Linked DNA regions of Gasterosteus aculeatus: region 1 is linked to region 2. Evidence: chromatin contacts called from public Hi-C data. All regions are on one chromosome and are shown on one strand. The core of a region is the stretch at or near the end of the contact, and the rest is flanking DNA. Distances in the headings are between cores, read along the strand shown.

The links. A called contact is a pair of places that touch in the nucleus more often than the background predicts.
Region 1: a contact with region 2 is called in a Hi-C map of tail fin, with 2.0 times the contacts expected there. The contact joins two enhancer-like sites. A contact is called at or near these places in 4 of 6 Hi-C or Micro-C datasets (liver, skeletal muscle, tail fin and 1 more).

The regions. Positions count from the first base shown.
Region 1 is chr12:6,136,138-6,138,837 of fGasAcu3.hap1.1, reverse strand. No RefSeq gene overlaps it. Among protein-coding and RNA genes, the nearest start is that of LOC144385311, 16 kb to the right of the region's middle. Within about 2 kb of position 1,352, at least 3 of the 9 cell types and tissues checked have open chromatin away from gene starts, as enhancers often do.
Region 2 is chr12:6,101,451-6,104,150 of fGasAcu3.hap1.1, reverse strand. akap13a (A-kinase anchoring protein 13a) reads right to left here. Exons shown (of 38, transcript XM_078085222.1): 31 at 2,645-2,700; 32 at 2,130-2,203; 33 at 1,368-1,412; 34 at 35-82. Among protein-coding and RNA genes, the nearest start is that of LOC120814965, 9.0 kb to the left of the region's middle. Within about 2 kb of position 1,435, at least 5 of the 9 cell types and tissues checked have open chromatin away from gene starts, as enhancers often do.

The DNA.
Region 1 (2,700 bases), core at 103-2,602, 35 kb before region 2:
ACAAAAAAATGTAAGTATGACAATTGCATCATCATCTCCTATTGACGCATGAATTTATTAGAAAGGACATCGATAGACACATTGAGCCTTGAAACTTGAGATTTCCCATTAACTTCCTCTACCAGAATGATCAACAGCATATTTCAGTCGTTTCTTATTCCCTGAATTCATTCATTATTGCTGAGCCAAGACGAGTAAGCAAATTACCAACACCGCCAGAGGAAAAGAACATAGAGCCGTAAATCTGTCTAATTTTCCTTTGAAACAAAAATAAGACCAACTGAAATGCAAAAATATATTGCTTTTATAATGATAAATTACCCAAAGAAAGATTTGTGCTATTGTTTTAGTCATATCACACCTGGAAATGGTCTCAAATTACCTGAACGGTCCTCTCAGCAACCGACAATACAAGACTGAAAGTGATTAAAATGTGAGTCTGCTATACGTTTGACGGCTAACATTAGCAATAGTGTTAGCAGCCCAGCTAACTAGCTTACAGTGAGTAAGTGAGTGTTTCTTAATCATTGAGTAGTATTAATATTGTGAAGAAGCTGCTCCTGGATATCAGCGTTTAAGCTGATCTGAGCAAATGAAAGCTACAATTCATATAATGTCACGTTCACCGGGCACTAGCTGGACTATTCACCTTAAAAGCCCTGTTTGTAATATCAATAGGAAAAAAGACTTAACAAACCATTTGAACAGCATAGCATACAGAGCGAGATGTAATCAAACCACTTTTAGGACAAAATAAAGGTTTGAATCTTGTAGTACGAGTGGTAACAACGTAGCCTCATATTGGGCAGATTGGTTTGGAGGTATTTCACCTTTTGCTACACCGACAAGTTGTGCGGCTAATTGCAAAGTTTATCTTTCGGGGGTGGCGGCGGCACTGCAAAACTCTGTAGCGAGCCGTAAATGAGAAGCTGCTTCTGCTTCCCTTTGTCTGACATCAGAGATCTACTTCCAAAGTTACTGAGGAAGTGGTGAACACGCCAGTAACCTGCATGTCGGTGGAGGAGGCAAAGCTCGACAGGCGTAGTGACGGTAACCACTTCACAAATGACGGAGGCCGACTGAGCTGCGTCACTTCGGGCGAAACCCATATTTGGGTTTTCCTCCTGTGTCGTCAGGCCCGTATTTGCGTGGAGAAGGTTTTCATTTTATTTAGAGCAACTGTGACCTACTCATTCCCTCTCCAGGCCTATTTTTATTCCCGCTGCCAATATTCACAGCTGATGGAAAGTGCCTTTCAGAAACGCCTCTCACAGACTCGGTACAAATGAGCCGACGACGGTGGAGTTGCCAGGGCAACAGGCACTATGATCCCCGATTGACGAACCACAGATTCGCAACCCAAACATCAGGAAGTGGCTGCTGCCGCATGCACGCGCACACGACAGCGAATCCACCGCCCCCACTTACCTGCCCGCGGCTGCTGCACATCCCCTGCGTCCACATTGCATGCTGTTCTTGGAGCAAATGGTAATTTCTCAAAGTAAATACAGTGAGCGACGGTGGGTATTTTTAGCTCGTAGATAATCAGCCAGTCAGACACATTACACAGTTTTACACTGCGGCACCGTCCGTCTGGAGATTTGAATGTGCGTGGTTTACAAACAGCCTACACTTTGCTTCACTGGAGAGCACATCGGATCCCTGTGGACCGAGCGAAAGAAAAATCGCGCACACATCCAAGTTCATATTTTAGGCTGTACGAGTGTACCTGACATGATGGGGTTTTTCCCCTTTCCGCTGGCTGTGAGGAAAGAAAAATAGAAAACCCCCGGCAGCATTTCCTGCTGATGGTATTACGACTCCCCACGGTTCTCTCTCTCTCTCTCTCTCCCCCTACAGTCTGATTATCTCTCACTCCCCCCCTCTTTTCTGCCTCCCTCCTTCTCCGTCTCCTCTGACATCAGAGAAGCGTTGCAGCTAGACTGGATCTCACGCCCGTGTCCCCTTTGTCCACACACACACACACACACACACTGCCTGACACGTGCACACCTGTTTCATGCTAACCATCTTGTACAGGAGCACGTGGATTGCAGTAGGGGATCCGGGTCCCCGCCTTCCTCTTTCAATGTTTGCCTCCTCGTCTATCTCTGTCTTCCACATCTATTTCTCCCTCCACGGCAAGCTGGTGCATCGCGTGATCATCCCCGTAACTCCCCGGAAAAACGGATGGCAGCAGAGGCCTTTTATCTGGCACGGAATGTCAACTACAGAGCTGCCACAGTAGCCTACGCGCGCACACACACACACACACACACACACATGCATTAAGCCTCACCAACACGGAGGAATAGAGAAATAGATTGTCAGAAAGAAAGTCCGAAGTAGCTTTGCAGAGAGACACGAAGGGGAGGGTTTGTTTGTTTGTGTCGCCCGCTGTCTTGTTATTCAGCACCTTGGATATCAAAATACGTAAGGAGACCTGGTTTGCAATACAGTGGTCATATAGAGCAAAACGACAAAATAAGTTAATTGATGATGTGCAGAGACACAGGCCAGCGTCGGCATGTACAACTCGCAGCAATGTGTCACGAGTTCCATTCAAATTTAGACATGCGGGGCTAAAATGATTGGCTCTTTAATTAATTGCATTATCATCAGCAAACACAGTGATTTTCTCCCAGCCGTGAAAGCTCCTGAGAGGAGGCAGATATAATGCAGCCGAGGCTGCTGCAGGAG
Region 2 (2,700 bases), core at 186-2,685:
ACACGTGGTTTTGTGTTTTTTTACAGTTTCTTACCTGCAGGGTGCTGAGCAGGTAATGCAGATTGGAGACACTGTGGAGGAACTGCTGCGGGAAAAGAGAAATCGCTGAGCATACACAACTAAAAACATCCGTCTGTGCTTATCGGTGCACTTGAATTGAAAAGATTCATTTCTAAGTAAAAGCTCCAGTGGAGGATTAATGCAAGGTGAATTCAGTGGACTCTTAGGCAAAGCCAGCATTAAACCCCAACTGATGTGTGGACTTTTACTCCATTCAAAAACGCACAACAAAGAGACGATGGAGTCGAGCATTCAGCCGCGTGTGAACTCGGACTGCACAGGCATATTTATAAAGAGTGACATCTGCAAAAAGTCTTGTGCATCAAATATAAATGCAGCATGGCATCCATTGCTGTCTGTGTAAGAAGTAGAGGGAGGAGGATGAGAAGTGATCAAATGTACAGGAGCATGAGCAGCATCCTTAAAATAAAACATTTTCTGTAGGAATAGTTAGCGGAACCGGTCAATAGCCGGTTAATTATTAAAAATATAGCAGCTTCTCACAACTCTTTTTATTAACAGAAATAGTTTTAAATGTAGGGAACATACATAACATTATTGTCTTTTCTACTCTGAAAACAGAATAGAAATCAACAATTTCCGATTTACTAATTCTAACCAAATATTATACGGGCATGCAATCCATCTGCAAGCTGTAAAGATATTTCGATGACTGGTTGCAGCAGCGTGTCCTTGAACTCACCACCAGAGAACATTTTTCTCTTAACTAATGAATTGAATCTACTGAATAGCTGGAATAGAAGCTGATTTACAATAACAGCTAATCAACTGACTGTCCATGAACCGCCATCATTGGCAACATTTTTCTAATTATTTAGGTTATGACTAATTAAAAGGATTTAATTCTAATAAACAAAAAAAAACAAATCCAACAATAAAAAAGGTCAACTTTGTGCGTGCTGATCATTCAAACGTGTTCCTCATTGAAGGCATGCAAAACATGGCACAAGGCTGCTCACAATAACAGCTTCAGAGCCGCTAGCATGGCTGCGGTACTCATGTCACTTTTTAGATCATTTTCCTTTCTCTGTAATTCTAACCATCATTTCATTATAAAGCTATAATTTAAAGCGTGCTCTTCGAAACAAGCTGTTTACTTTGCCTGCCACATGAGTTGATGCTTCACAGTAAGACCACTAATACAACAAAAATCTACAACACGACACTACTACTCGCGCTGCTGCCATTACTGCTGTTTCAGGTGATAGATTCATGATGATGAAGTTTAGACGGCTCCCATGACAGCAGCAGCTCTAATTGAGTTAGAAACAGGAAGTTGACGTTACCTCACTGTTCCTCTTTAGCAGCTGCAGCATGTTGCCGTTTCCTCCCTGCACACAAGCAAAAACACACCCTTAAGCACTGCCACAGCGATGCACTCACATATACACACACACACATCATGGAGTGTGTACCGTGCATACTGTACAGTGTGTAGGACTGAATGGGATTACAGCTGCACATGTGGGTGTACTGTAAAAATCTAATTGTATCTGTGTACATTAATGATACAGGAACACAGCAGTCTTTCACTTACTAGGTTTTCAATAGGGCATTAACAGCTCAAAGAATTCATTTTCCATTTACAGATTATCGAGAACTCTGCAAACAGCTCTTTTACTGCTGAACCCCCTGTGAACTTTGGCTCTACGCCCGGGACAAAACGGAAATAAAAATCACGCTAGCAGAGTGAATGGCAGCAGAGTAGCCCGGCTCCACTAAAACATTTAAGACACAATCATGTGCAGTCCAGCTGCTGGATCTCTGCAGGATAAACAACTACAGAGGCTGGCAGCAGCCCCTAAAGGCCGCCCATTCATTTTCCTCCACTATTGAATTTGCATACAACTGATGGTCGCCATTAGCAACAGGCCCTTTGCAGGAGGAGTCAAGAGGCTAATTCACTGGTGGGAGAGAAGTGGCTAAATTCATCTCGATGGCGTTGTTAATGTGGGCGCATAAATGCACCCCCACACACGGCCTGGAGATTCTCATTGAGGGGCGGGGGCGTAGCGGCTTCAAGGGTAATTGGCAGCTGAGATGCCGACCTTCTTCAAAACGCTGTCGGACTCCGTCCTGCGCAGATCACCCGCTGTATCCTCGCTCTCCTCGACGTCTCCACCTGACAGAAAGGGAAACCACAGGAGATGGAGATGAACCCGGCGGCTAGATCCACTTACACTCAGAAACACAGGCACAACTATATGGAAAATGTATGTATTATTATATATTTTTAAAGCTTCACACGGCTAGAAATTGTTTTGTGGTTCTGCAGGCTGCTACTGACATAAAAGTCCAGGCCTTTGATGGCTCAATATCTGCCTCAGTGCCACTGGAGTCCCATCCCGAGCACTCAAGCCTCCAGTGGTGAGGCATCGCCTCAGGCGCCGACTCTGCTGACCAAGTACCGACCTAACACTGCACTGAACAGCGGCATTGTGGGAAAAGTGCTGGATGCGGACCCCTGCTTGCACATCAACTCAGCAGTGAACCTTTGCCGCTCTGGGTCACTGAGTCGATGCGGTTCAGTGTCTTCACACCGCTCGTCTGCACGGAGGCTTACTTTTGCTGCTGTGCATCTGATGGCTGTCGAAGCCTCCGAACGTCTCGGCTCGACGG